Regions from separate parts of the Mus musculus genome. Here region 2 is linked to region 1. A link is a contact called in public capture Hi-C data. All regions are on one chromosome and are shown on one strand. The core of a region is the stretch at or near the end of the contact, and the rest is flanking DNA. Distances in the headings are between cores, read along the strand shown.

Evidence for each region. Capture Hi-C pulls out chosen DNA fragments and counts their contacts.
Region 2: a contact with region 1 is called in a capture Hi-C map of embryonic stem cells, with 5 times the contacts expected there. The contact joins two enhancer-like sites. A contact is called at or near these places in 1 of 39 promoter capture datasets (hippocampal neurons), 5 of 484 Hi-C or Micro-C datasets (the N1E-115 cell line, bone marrow-derived macrophages, cerebral cortex and 2 more), 3 of 115 datasets of contacts at active chromatin or transcription factors (double positive thymocytes, embryonic stem cells and large pre-B cells) and 3 of 9 other capture datasets (adipose tissue, embryonic stem cells and liver).

The regions. Positions count from the first base shown.
Region 1 is chr2:129,036,285-129,044,020 of GRCm38.p6, reverse strand. Vinac1 (vinculin/alpha-catenin family member 1) reads left to right here. Exons shown (of 11, transcript NM_001370941.1): 6 at 3,139-3,322; 7 at 4,413-7,616. Among named protein-coding and RNA genes, the nearest start is that of Vinac1, 26 kb to the left of the region's middle. Within about 2 kb of position 4,785, at least 81 of the 459 cell types and tissues checked have an H3K27ac peak or open chromatin away from gene starts, as enhancers often do.
Region 2 is chr2:129,251,617-129,258,625 of GRCm38.p6, reverse strand. No RefSeq gene overlaps it. Among named protein-coding and RNA genes, the nearest start is that of A730036I17Rik, 36 kb to the right of the region's middle. Within about 2 kb of position 2,230, at least 22 of the 459 cell types and tissues checked have an H3K27ac peak or open chromatin away from gene starts, as enhancers often do.

The sequences.
Region 1 (7,736 bases), core at 3,536-6,035:
ACTCTCTTCAACAGGGCCACACCTACTCTAAGAAGGTCACACCCCCTAATCCTTTCCATGCCCTGGTGACTAATATTCAAATATATGAGCCTGTGGCAGCCAATCTCATTCAAAATACCACAAAGCCTAAAAGAAAAACAAAAATGGAAGCCATATATAAAACATGCATGGAATCTTGTTAACACATCACACTAAGTACCAGTGGGTTTTTGTTTTTTTTGGATTTTTTTTTGGTTTTTGTTTTGCATCTCTCAATGATGGTTTAGTATTTACCCTAAGCCCATGCAGCAATTAGAGCTGTACTTTTGTATTTTTCTATTGTGAAATGCTGTCCCCTGTCTTGCTAAGATTCAGTCAAACTGAAAACTACACATTGTGACTCATTTTTTAAAAAAGAATGTCCATCTCACATGGTGACTTGGTGTCCCTGATATCTGAAGCATAAGGATTTTGGTGACAAAGTGAAAATAGTGTCTACATTTCCATATTGTCTATGATTTTATATATAGTATAACTGAAAAGTAGCAGGTTGCACTCTGCATAAACTTTCTAAAACATAATTCTTTTTAATTTTTTTCTTCTTTAACTTTTGAGACAGAGTGCCATTATGGAGTTATGGAACTCGCTGTATAAACCAGGCTAGTCTGAAACTCTTAGACCTGTCTGCCTCTGCCTCCCTAGTGCTGGGATTAAAGGCATGTGCCATCATGCTTGACCTAAAAATAATATTTTTATTCATAAATAATCTTATAGGATCTGCTGGGTTTTCCATTATTTTAAGAGGTGTAAAAACTCTTAAAATAAGAGTTATAATAAAAACTCTTAAAAAAAAAAGAGTTTACAACTCAGCACCTGTCAGAGTTGTAAGTTTATAACCATTAACTGGCTGAATTACTAGTGAGCGTTTGCCTAGAATTACATTGTCACTTCTCTACAGAGAACTCTAATCCACAGTACATCCCCACATAGATAATGTCAGATACACAGTGGACATCTTGTTTAAAGGATACAAAGTAGCAATAGTTGAGGCAGTGAATCACATCCAACTATGTGCAATAACACATGAGTGAATAGTAATACTTGAACATTGAGCGAAATCTTGTATTAGTTACTTTGCTGCAACTTAAGGTATTAAAAACATAGACTTGGGACTGGGGAAATGGCTTCTAGTTTTACGTTTTAGAAATGCTGTGTGCCCTTTGTGAACGTCAGTATCAGGCATGGCGTGTGGCCTTGATGAAAGTCAGCATCAGGAACGGCCGTATCAGTCGCACCATGCTTGAATGGCAAGCGTTTTCATGCATTGCCCAGCCCTGTAAAGACATCCTGGAGCTTCCAAGTATTCTTACATTTTCTCCCCAAATCCCTTCTTTTGCATGTGTATATGTGTGGAGTATACATACATAAATGCATGTTTGCATGTGTATGAGTACAGATATATATGCAGATACGTATGCATGGGCATGCACATGTATGAAGATCAGAGTGTCTTCACACTTCACACATCACCCTTTAACCTATAAATTGAGGCAGGGTCTCTCACTTGAACCTTGCTGGCTCATCACCCTGGCCAGCTGTCTTGCTCCAGGAAAGCCCCTGTCTCTCACCTCCTAAATCCTTGGATTACATGTAGGCTGTCACACTCACCCAGCATTTATATGGGTACCAAGATCTGAACACAGGTTCTTATGCTTGAACCACAAGCGCTCTGCCCACTGAGCCACCTCCTGGCTTTTTATATTTCCTATGTACTTGGAGTCTTAATTAGCAAGAGATATCTTGCAGAGGCAATGAACTCTTTCTCTGCCTTCGAGCTCTCGTAGCTCATCAGCTGCTGCCAATGCTGCCAATGATTGAGGCTAAGAAGGCTGCCAATCTGGATTGCTCTGCATCAGTTACGTCAATCATCCTCACAGACAGGTTCGTCCTCAAAGGAAAGGGATTGGTGTATGACACCAAGGCTCAGACCTTGCACACAAGCACTCTGCAGAAGGCGCATTTGATCTGCTAGCAGGGAGCTGGGAGAATGTTTTATCTATTTAATGATGACCACCCACCCACTCTTGGGATGTTTAAAATTAAAAACTATTCCAAGTGTTGAGACTGTGTGGAAACTTGAACTCTCTCATTGCTGACTAGAACATAGTATGTTGTAACTACTTTAGAAAATATTCCCTCAAAGTTAAAGGTATACCTGTTGTTACTAGGCATCCATGTATCCAGGAGAAATGGATTCCTGTGTCTACACAAAGACCCAGGCATGGATATCCACAGCAGCATTCTTTCTTTTTAGTTATGTGTCCCTAATTCTGGTGATTGGACCTAGAACCTGACGCCACTAGGCAATGCTGCATTACTGAGTTAGATCACCAGCTCGTGTGTGTGTGTGTGTGTGTGTGTGTGTGTGTGTGTGTGTGTTTAAACTTTTCAAAACAGGGTTTCTCTGTGTAGCCTGGGCTGTTCTGGACCTAGCTCTGTAGAGCAGGTTGGCCTTAAACTCACAGAGATCCACCTATCTTTGCCTCTTGAGTGCTGGGATCAAAGGTGTGCACTACAGGTTTTGAAATAAGTTCTCAGTAAGTTGTCCAGGCTTGCCTCGAACTCACTTTGTGGTCCACACATGCCTTGAACTTGTACTTTTCCTGCCTCTGCCTCCTACATAGCTGGAGGTGTGCACCATCATGTCAAGCATGGTGGCTTTAGCTTATTTCTAATAGCTGAGGCAGAATGGCCCCGGATTTCTTACCTGGAACTTTGAAGGCCAGAAGATGCCTCCGTTGTATACAGGCTGTTTAGAGAAAGGCCTGAGACTCAGAATTCTCCACCCAGATGTCTGTCACCAACCTGTTTAACCCAACAGTGTCAAGTTTGTAGAGGTTGAGGAATATATTGAGGTGACAACTCTAATTTACAAACTAAGACGCCAGAAGAAAGGATGAAGAAGAGAGGAGGCTTTTGTTTGGTTCGGTTTGTTTTTTAAACTCAGCATTGCATCTTGGGGAGAAGTCTATGGCCCACAAGCACAGCTGTCAACTTCATTTTAATGGTCACCTCGTGCTCTGTTCCTTCTTGTACCCGCAATTTCCTGGTGGTTCTTTGGTGCTAACGTCCCATTGTAAGTGCAATGTGTCCATGCAGGCTGGCAGGAGACTCTGAGGAGAAGTGGCTTAGGGAGGAAATGAAGCCAGTGGCTGAGTCTCTGATCCTCTCTGGGAGGAACATCCTGCGGGTAGCAGAGAAGCTTCACTTGCAGCCCGAGTCTCAGCGCCACTGGGAGGAGCTAGTGGCCACCGCTCAGCAGGTCCTGGTGGACACTAAGAAGGTGAGGCTCACTCAGAGCTTGCTGGTTGCTTGATCATTGCTAGAGAACACACTTGGGCATGGAGCTCCCACAGCAACTCTCAGCTGTCCCTTAATTGTGAAACCTGCCCAAGTGCTTGCCAAGATTACCAACTTAATCAGGGCTAAATTGGAAGCTGGAATAGGATTTGTTTTAATCCCTCATTTCCCAAATACTCTCAATTTTTCATCATGACCCACATTCCTTGCTAACATACAGCTTAGATATATTCTGGATATATTATTTATTTTTATTTTATGTGTATGAGTGTTTGCTTGAATGTGTGTCTATGCATCATGTCTGTAAAATGCTAGAGGGGGTGGCCGGGGGGGGGGGGGTGTAGGATCCTCTAGAACTGGAGTTACAGGCAGTTGTGAGCCCCCTTGTGGATGCTGAGAATCGAACTCAGGTCCTCTGGTAGAGCAGTCAGTGCTCTTAACTGCTGAGCCATCTTTCCAGCCACAGAGCACAACTTTTAGATTGGGATATTGCTTTTGGTTCAAATGTGTACCCCTGGAATATTTTGTTGCTGTTAGTTGTAAAACTTCTGTAGTATGGCTTATTGACAGGTGTTTGAGCAGGCCATATTAGAGTAGTAGCAGCAATGGGGGAGGGGGAGGGGTGGGGTCAGAGAGGCTTGGGTACCTGCTGGTGGTGAATGAAAGGGTCAGAAAGGTCTTTTTTTTTTTTTTTTTTTTTTGGCTTGGGTAAAGGGTTGGGGAGTGGACGGAGTGTCCAGGAGAGGCAGTGAGGCTACAAAAGCTGTCTCAAAGAAGCTTGCAGGACAGGCCCGCTCTCCAGCCTATCATTCTCATCTAAATAATAATCCATCCTTGAACAGTCTAGGTTAGACCCCCACATGAAACGCGGAGTGAAGGCAGCTACTTAAGATCTTTGGTTTTACAGCTGTAAATCTCTAAGACTGAAGTGTGGATTCTCAGGTCCTAGCCTAATGCCTGTATTTGGTTACATGCAGGTTAACTGAAAATAAGGTTTTCTAGGCTTAAACTACGAGGCTCCAAAAATGTCCAGTTATCTTCAAGTCTCTTCCCTTTTGTGACGGCCCCATCAGGTCTTGCTCCTTGATGATGCTGCTGCGGTGAGGAAGACCAGGACAGCGGCCAATTGGTGTCTGACATGCGTGGAGGCGCTGGAGGAGGCGGAGGACACCACCTCGCTGCGCACCTCGCTTGATGACCTGGCGGCTGCGCTTTTCAGACTGGGCGGCCTGACCGCGCGCTGGGCCTGGGACCAGCATCTGGGTCGAGCTCGCCACCGCCTAGGGTGCTGTGTCCCCGCACTGCTCGCGGCTGCCCACGGTCACCTCCGGCATCCCCGCGATCCGCAGCTGGTGGCCTCACGGCGCCGGGTCTTCGCTCTGACCAGGCAGAGCCTCGAAGAGCTCCTGGACGCGCTGCAGCCCGGCGTTGGCGTCGTAGGGACCGGAGTGCTCTCTCAGAATGGAGCATTGGCGCGCGGTCTGTGCAAGCTGCGAAAGGTCCTGGAGGACCCTGGGCCTGGTCACCTGCTACTGGATGCACCACTGGCCGCCGTGGTGTGGCACTGCCTGCGTCTAGCCGCCTGCTCCGCGCCACAGGAGAGGATGCACCTGGTGTCCCGCTGCCGGCAGTTGATGCAGCTGCGACCCGGGGTGCACAGTCTCCCCCGGTCCAGTCCAGGGACCGACTGCGAAGCTCTGCGGGCCGCGACTGATGCGCTCTTTCGAGCAGTTCGCGCTGGGTTACTGCGCCAGATTCTGGACACGTTCACAGACACCCAAAGTCCTCTAGAGACACTGGTCCAGGCCGCCTTGGCGACGTCCACTATCAGGTTCCGCTGTGATAGCGAAGCCTTGGCAGAGACTGTCCAGATACTTCTCGATGCTTTCCACAACCAGGCTAAGCAGATGATCCGGGTGGCCCATTTGGTTTGGGTCTGCTGCCCACAGCAGCAAACTGGCAGAGACTTGGAGGCTGCCGTGGCAGGTCTTCAGAGGCTTGTGATCAAAGTGAAAGAACTCTTTTCACAAAGTCCCCAGACGCTTGGCCTGGATTGGAGCCCTGCCACCCTCCAGGCCCTGCTTGAGGCTTGGGCCAGGGAATCCGAACACCTCCTGTCATGCTTTGATGTCGTTCTCAACATTCCAGAATTCCTGAGTGTGTCCATCCAGGAAATGACTAAACACTTGGACTTGTCCACAATTGCTCTGAGGAGCGGAGCGTCCAGAGAGTTTTCCAGATCTGTGGCATTCTTACGCGGAAGAGCCACCCACATAGTACAGGTGATGAGCAGATATGTGGGTCAAGACCCTGATCCTATTTTCCGGAACGGGATGAGAGTCGTGGTTCAACAGCTGGCACAGTCTTCCGTGACCCTAGGTGCAGCCACTGAAGGCAGCAGAGCTGAGGACAGTGCTCAGGACACAGATGTCTTTTTAACCATGGCAAAGCACCTCATCCATGCAGCCCAGCAAGTCCGCGAGGGGCTGGATGGGTCCAACCATCCAGACATCCTCAGCCCACTTCGAGTCCAGGTCCAAAGGTTTGATATGACCAAGGGGTGGTCTTATTTTATTCTCCCCAGCCCCCAGCATCCCACAGCTTCTGAAATAAAGTACCAGCGGGTACCTGGGTTATGGAAAAGTGGCCCAAACACCTCTTTGCTACCAGTAGAACAACTTTCCTACACAGTGGTCCCTGGCACCTGCATACATGGGTGGAGATTTCCACTCCCTGCTGTCAGCAAAGGTGTCACTACTATGGAGAACAGGAACCATCAAGTAGTGACCTTACCATGCACCAACACGCCAGAGCAGAATTCTACTGTGGACACAGTCCAAGAGACCCAGGCTGGGGAAGAAACCCTGGGGCCAGAGAGGATGACAGGACTACAAGAAGTCTCAACACTGGCACCCTCGATTATTGATCTAGCCAGGAAGGAAGTCCATAGCGCAAACACTGGAAGCGAGGAGCTTCTGAGGGTATCTTTTCAGCAATCCCAGGGGACCAGGGAAGACAGGTGGGGTTTGGTAGCCAGGGCTGGGGACTGGTACCCTCTGTGTCAACAACTATTTTGCCATAACCTAGAGACTGAGTTACCTGGGAGCATGGCAGCATTTGTGGAGCTCCAGCAGGACTTGGCCTTGATGGTTCAAGTAGCAGCTAAAAGTGGTCCTGTGAATGTGGACAAAAAGAACCCTGACTTAATGGGACACCCAAGACTGCTTTTAGAGCTACAAGACAGATCAGAAAAAACAGAGATCCACGCTAAACAGCTGTTGGACCAAGTTCTGTCCTCTGATGGTCTCCAAGAGCCCACCCTGAGGGAAGAGAACATTGACAATGGGTGCCTTCTGTGGGCAGTAGCTGTCCAAGACCTGATGCAGTGCATGGAGAGATTCAGCAGGAGACAGGGCCTGTTCCTACTGCCCCTGCGACAGGCAGTGAAGAACCAGCAGGGGTTACAGAAAGGGTTAGGTCAGGCAGCAGAGATTTCTCAAAGGTTACAAGAGGCTGCCAAGCTGTCTAGTGTTCTGTGTGGGGATGCACAGGTGAAGGGTGAGATCTCCTTTCTGTGCAGGGAAGTTCATGTACTCACAGATGCCTTGCTAGAGGTGGCACACATCTTGGTCTCCTCCCCCAAGCCATGTCCCAGCCTCTCTACACGTTTTGAACTTCTCTGCTTGGAACTCAGCCTTCGGGCCAAGGCCCTGACTGACTACCTGACCAGCATCAACGCAGCCTACGAGCATATGTTCCAAGATGTCATCAGCAAGAGCTCCCAGAACAGGATAGAAGGAATGTTGTCTACTATCCAAGCTGTGCAGGGAATCATAGCGGGAGGTCAAGAGTCTGAAACCGTCCAGAAAGATCTTCTTGTGTCGCTAGAGAGCATTCTCACGCTCACTAAGGAAGTGGTCAGGAAGGTCCCTGTGCTCCAGGAGGTACAGAGTTTGCATACGCTGGACTGGCTTCAGTGGGAATGGGCAGCTAAAGTCCACCATGCAGTGACTCAGCTCCAGGCTTTGGAGGGTAGTCATATGGAGGCCTGGAGACTCCTGGTCCAATACTTGAAGCCCAGAGGGGAGCAAGCCAAGCCCCTAGAAGAGGATCTTGTCCAGCCCCCACCCCACTGTAACGAGGGTACAGCAGGAACCACTTCAGGGGTCAGTGTGGATTCTCAGGGTGCTGTTCCCAAAGACACCCCAGAAAGCTCAGTGGGGACCTGTGCTGATGAGCCAGCTACCACCAGGACCACCACAGCAGACAGGAGCATGGTAGGCTACTTGGCATCATTAATCTACCTCCTCCTGGACCTGCTTGTAGTAACTACAGATCCTAGCACATTCCAGGGACTTGATGCCCACATGTATAATTCACACAAGGCAGGCAGGGCA
Region 2 (7,009 bases), core at 981-3,480, 220 kb before region 1:
GTGCCCAGTAGGAGGGGAGGAAAGGCTTTGGGGAAGCCTAGCGTGAGGGTGACCCCCCAAGAGGCTTCAGTGGGGTCTCTAGGGGAGTCTGGTCCAAATCAAACCCTCTTGCTTTCTGTGTGCCAGGGCCCCAGTCCTCACTCCTCATCCTGATTCCCCCCAGGAAAGTTCACACTCTTGTACAGATGTGCCAGGTGTGTGTGTAGCTTCTCCGGATGCTTAGACTACTCTGGAGAACAGGGTCAGGAGACAGCAGTGGTGAGTAACATTGGGTTCCCCACTGTCCCTGGCCACTTTTGTCTGTCAGCCCCCAACCAGAGGACTCTGAACCCCAGCCACTCCCTTAGGTCAGATTAAGACTAAACCCAGAACAAAGAGGATACACATGGGCTGTGTGTGACAGAGGCAGCCAGAGAGTCAGGTGGCCAACCTTCCATAAGTCACGAGTCAATGACTCAGACCCAACAGAGCTAACAGCACACCTGAGGTTGTTTGAGCTCAAAGCAAACAAGTTCCGCTCTCTCATGGATGAGAAAGTGTGCCTTCCACACACTAATTTCTCAGGGCAGGTGGGGAGGGTGGGAGAGGAAGCCCACTATGGGAATCACTTGAGGACCTCAAGTTAGAAAATGGGGACCTTAGTCCCAGCTTGATCCCTATCACCTGTGTGATTTTGGACAAACTTCTTAACTTTTTACATCTCTGCCTCCTTGTGTAGAAAAAACAGATCTCCATATGTCACATAGTAGCTGAGATTCCCTTCCAGAAGACAGAAACATGGCAACCCTCCTGGCTCATCCTTCTCTTTCTCCCAGATGCTCAGCTCCTGGGACAGCTCGGGAACTCCCAAGCAAGTCCTCCAGTCCTGCTACTTCTTAAGTTTGGCAATATTCCCAAATTTGAGGTCTCTAGTATAAAGAATGCCTACACACACACACACACACACACACACACACACACACACACACACACACACGAGACAAACTCTGAGAAACTCACATACCTTGTCTGATGAGTCTACCTCAACAAAGAATGACTGAATACTGGCTCACCGTTCTGCCCCAGGGTGGAAGCCATGGGGTGTTGATGGCATAGGCAGTAGCTGGAGCTGGCACCTCTGGAATTGACAGCACAGGGATGGTGGGGACCAGTGTATTTACCCACATGGAGCTTTCTGGAGTCCTGGAGGGGCTGAGAGAGCCCTGAGCCAAGAGAACCATGCCATCCCTGGTCAGGGAGGGTGGGGAGGTCTATGTGGTAAGACTAGTGTGGCAGTGATGAGGAAGGGTCACCAGGCCCAAAAGTAGATCCCTGTCTCCAGGGACAGGCAAGCTAGTAGAGCCAGCAGCAGCCATAGGTAAGGTAAAATCTAGGGTCAGGGAGCCTCCCATCCATGAAACACAGGACATCAACAACTGCCCTTACTATGTCCACCTGCCTCAGGACTGTCTCTTCTGAAAGAAAGAGGAAAGAAAGAAAGAGGGAAAGGAGGAAGGGAAGGAGGAAGGAAGGAAGGAAGGAAGGAAGGAAGGAAGGAAGGAAGGAAGGAAGGAAGGCAGGCAGGCAGGGAAGGGAAGGAAGAGGGGCTTTTGTGTGTTTACCACAATCAGGGCAAAGTAGGACCTCCAAATTGTGGGCCTCTACCTGTGGGGCAGGGTGCAGAAATGTGGAAGTATACATGGGCATACAGTCCAAGAAGTGAGCTGGCTGCTGCCTGCCTACCTAGTGAGAGTCTAGTGAGACATCCCTGGGCCAAGGAACCAGGATGTTTCTATCCACAGCACCCCCAGCCAAGCCAGACAGTAAATGACCAATGGTAATTGGGGGAGTGGGGGAGGGGTCCCTTCATGTGAACTCTCAGGCAAGCCTCCAGAGCTACACACAGTGAAGAGCCCCAAGGACATGGAACAGGACCACCGTCACCACCCACCCTGTCCTTTGATCTCCTGGACCTGCCAGTCACTTAGCTTACCCACCCCATGCCCCCAAGTCCCCCTCAAATACATTACTGTCTCTTAACAGGAGGATGTAAGTGGTCCGGCCCCATCCACTCAGAGACTCCAGGGAGGCTTTCCCACAAGAAATGACGATTCATAGACCTCTTCCTCAGACAAAGCTTGGACCAGGAGAGGCCAGCCCTCCTGCTCTTTCCACATACACACCCCTGTACCCTGGCTCCTCAAACTCGAGACAGCAAGCAAGTAAGTTGTGATGGCCTGGGAGGGACAGGGATCTAGGGTCATGGCTATGCTAGGCCGGAGGGCATCCAGCCTCCCTCCGCCTTCACTACATCATCCCCTATTCTGGGCCCTCGGGCACAAGATGGTAGGAAAATTGGAGTTGAAAGACCAAGAAATTAGAACCCAAGATGCAGGGTGATGGGGGTAAAAAGGCCTTTGTTCCTCCCCTCTGAGTGTCTCAGGGTCCCCTGGGGCCATAAAGGAAACCAGGGCCCCTCCCTTCTGTGCACACACTCAAACGTCAGTACAGCTGTAGTTTGTTGGCCCAAAGCACTTTCCCAACTACATCCATCTTACCCAGCAAGATGGGGATGCCTGCCTAAGGCAAGGTACTGATTTCCCAACCTCCCAGCTCTGGGCCTCCCAGGGGTCTGCTAACTTGTCTTTCATGGCTTTCAAGCCCTGGGTGTCACCTACAACCTAGGTTCCATAGAAGAAAGCCAGAGGTCTGTGTAAGCCTTGAGGGAGATGAACAGGGAGGGGCCTGGCTGCCTGCTACCTGGGAAACAGGGATGAGCCAATCAGAATCTGTGATCTATGGCCACTCATATCTTTCTCCACATATTTCTCCAAGTCCTTCAAAGTGTTTCTTTAAGACAGCCCTGCAGAAGACAGTATATTGTCCTGCATGTACGTAAGCGTGCACACATATACCTGCATGCATACCCACATGCCTGCATGTTTATGTCCAAGGCATGGGTGTTGGGTGTTGGCCTAGAAAGCATGGACCAAAATCCTCAGCAGAAAATGGGGTAAGGTCTATGGTGACTGGAGGTCTGTGGTTTGCTCAGGAACACCAACAGACAGATCAGGGATCCTGGGATTCCAGCCCCTCGCTGACAGATGGACATGACATCAGCTGCATCTTGGAAGAGGCTTCAAAAGGACACAAAGAGGTTCCCGTGATGATAGCCAGTATCACACCAAAACAGAGTCAACAGCTGAGGGGGGGTGGAAGTGTCCACCAGCCCTGAGGAGAGCCTCATGGCCTGGAGTGGGTTGAAACAAGTAGAACTCTGGTGTGGCCTTAAAGACTGATGGTCTCCAGATGCGGTAGTTCTCTAATTATACTGAATGTGAGGATAATTTCTAAAAAGTCCTAAAAACTTTCTTGCTCATTCTGAGTGCTAAAAGCTGCTGGCTTAAGCAAGTAACACCTGTAGCCTAACAGCAGGGGGGGTTCAGTAATGTGGCCTTTATTCTATCTCAGCAGGAACTGTGTGGCTCTAACTTTCAGCCTGCTAGTTGAAGTCGCAGGAAGAAAAAGAAACACTTTGAAAAGTGAATGTAGCATTTATTTCTAAGTTGTAAAAAGTTTCCTAGGGGGCTGGTGAGATGGCTCAGCGTGTAAGAGCACCCGACTGATCTTCTGAAGGTCCTGAGTTCAAGTCCCAGCAACCACGTGGTGGCTCACAACCATCCATAAGGCGATCTGACTCCCTCTTCTGGAGTGTCTGAAGACAGCTACAGTATACTTACATATAATAAATAAATAAATAAATAAATAAATAAAAAAGTTTCCTAGGGACGCTCTCTAAGAAAAGGGAAAGGGGAATGATCACAGTGATCCTACCTGGGACAAGGGAAATCCGTGCTCTGCTCCTTGTCCTCAACACCTATAGAATACATGATCACATGGTTAAAAGTTCATCACAGCTGGGCGGTGGTGGCGCACGCCTTTAATCCCAGCACTTGGGAGGCAGAGGCAGGCGGATTTCTGAGTTCGAGGCCAGCCTGGTCTACAAAGTGAGTTCCAAGACAGCCAGGGCTACACAGAGAAACCCTGTCTCGAAAAAAAAAAAAAAAAAAAAACTTTCTTAAGTTCATCACAAGTTCACACATATTCAAATCATAAGTCAAATAAGGAGCTTACAACAGCGAACGTTTACACGCAGATCCATTAGGAGTAATTATCCCACTAAACCTTCATCACCTGTCACAGCTCCACAGGGTCATGGAGAGTTAAAAATCATAGCTAACTTATTAGTGAAGTTTTGTATAGATAAACCCAGCCAATATTTTATCTTCTGTCCTAACACCTATAATAAATCATCAGTTCCCTTTTTATGACCTTTGGTTAATGCTTTTATAGCCTCTTGGAACATGCTCTGAGGAGTAGAGTGCCTGCTTACTATCAGAAGTGACACTAAAGACCAGCAGAGTTCTCACTGCCGTTTTGACTATCAGAAAAGGACCTAATAGCAGCCCCACTATAAAAGAGCTTAATAAATACTGATATAATTTTAGGAATTCTTATAGGATCGTCATTCAGAATTAAGAAGTCATCTATTTGTCTATATAGCATCACTACAAGACAGTTTATCTTCATTGTTCTGCAGAGATCTGCTCAAAAGGGTGGGCTAATTCCTAGTGCTGTTATACATGCTTAATAATACCAGGAAAAGCATATTAATAGCAGGAATCTTTCCTAAAATGGTTTTCCCCTGGGCCTTGCCTATTGGAGCAAATCTGTCATAGATTATTTATTAATCCAAAGCAGACTCATCTCAGGAAGATCACCTGCTAGTTATAAGCTTGTTGGCTCCTGACACTGAGGCAACACCACATGACCTCTCTATACCACGTGACCCCTCTAGCCTCACTGGGGGCAGCCTGGGCTTAAGACCCAGACATCTGGGGAAGAAATTCACCCTGTGCTGAGAGCCACCCTTGGGGTCAGCAAGGTTACGGGTTACCCTGCAGTGGAGGCCTTCCTCCAGAGCTCCTAAAGCCCCTCCAGCTCTGGATAGGTAAGGCAGGACACACTTGATATTATGGGAACAGCTGCAGTCCCCCCCCCCCCCCAGACAGGCCCAGAGGTCTCTGGGAGGGAGAATCTAGACAGTCAGCAGTCTACCAGGCCAGAGCCAGGCCCTTGAGGACTGCCTCCGTCCCCAGCTTGCCCTCCCTCTCCCGGCAGGTGGAAGAGCACATTGAGCACACGGAAGCAAGAAAAGGTGACCCTCTGAATGAACCTGCTGGGGTAGAAGCTCCGTGTCTCTCCGTGACGTGGGAGGAGCGCATGCGCATGTGCACGCATGCGCTCACGCACACACAGCCCCCTCTCAGCCTCCTACAGGCCTATAGACCTTGACTATTCTTCCCCACCGCTATTCTGTCCGGCTAGCATTTGTCTTGTGGTGTCTATTCAGATAGCCAAAGCCACTCTCCTCTCAGTCCCTCCTGCCTCCAGCTGCCTCCCCTCTGTCGCGCCTTCTACCTCTGCCTCTTGAGCCTTTACTCCAAAAGGAAGATGAAACCATGGACATCCAGTGGCCCATTTCCACGAGAGCACACATTCAGCAGATTCCCACAGAGTGAGTCAAACACCAGTCCTCTGGGGAAAGAGTCTGGGAGTTGTTGATTAGGGTTCCAGAGTAGCCACAGCCTTCCACTCAGTAGAGCTCCTGCACCTGGCAGGGAAGATGGGGTCATAGTGTGTCGTAGTGTGTGTCACATAGTGTGTCATGCGGATACCCAGTGCTCACCAGCCATTCCAGCATCGACTGAACACAAGAGTCTCTCATAGGCTAGGGACTTGTATGCTTCAGAAGGGCCAAGCAAGATCCAGGTTGACAAGTGCCTGTTTGCCTTTCACTCGATCCTCCCCACCCCCACCCCAACCCCCAAAATCCAGCATCCAAGACCCTGCTGGTAGGGACCCAGTAGGAGGGCAGAATGCCCTTGTAACTGCAAAAATGATAAAGAGTAAATCCTCAGCTGGGCCCAGGGTTTCTCCACATGTGTGCTAGGATGCGTGATTTCACATGTCTTAGCATGTGGAGTAGGTGGATATGTCTGAGTATGTATATAGGTGGGCAGAATGGGAGTGTGTGCCTACGCATGCGTGTAAGAGTGAGAATTGGTACATGTGGCAATACATGCAAGCAAAGGTTGAGAATGGGTGCATGTGTAAAGACATACATGTGAGCGTGTCAAATAGGTGTGTCTGAGAACACGTGCATATAGAGTGGGTGCTAAAGTCTGTGTATGCATCATGAGAGTGGACAGATTTGGTATGTATGTCTAACTATGTATGTCAGGGTGCAGAAGGGGCACATGTGCCTGAGCCTACAAGTATGCAGTATTGGTGTACACGTCTGTGTTTACATGTGAGCGTGCATTGTGGATACCTGTGTACTAGTGAATTTACACAGCAGTCACTCACAACCTCCTTGCTTAGAAACTTGTCAGGAGCATTCATGTTTGAAAGGAGATGTGTGATTGACAGTGTACAGGGTTGTCAGTTTCTGAATGGGGTCAAGGCGTCCATGCTCAGACATGGGCTTGTCACAGTTGAGTAGCACATGTCACTAGGTGAAAGGCAGAGATTCTCTGGGGAAATCATGAAAGGGATTTCCTACCAATGTCTGCTATCAGTGTTTCTACTTGACAAGTCACTGCCATCTATAGAATGTGTCCCTATGATGCCCATGCCTGGCTGTGTACCGAGAGGAGTCATTGTGTGTTACTGTGACACATGGGACATTTAAACGCTGACCTACCCCCATCCTAAATGTCCATGTCACTTCTGATGCTAGTCATGCTTCAGGCCTTGAGAGGAGACCAATCCCCCTGTCCTGGTCCTGGCTGGGCTCCCTGGTGGCCTCTGGTGGCTCATCCACACCAGCCATCACCAGAGTGAAAAGCCAGCAACCCCTTCCCCTGTCACCTGCATACTATCTGTGTGGCCAAGCTGTTCCCTTGTCCCTCAGCAATTTGGGGCACAGGTAACCCCACCCTGCATTCCTATCCCTGCTGCCCTCCTC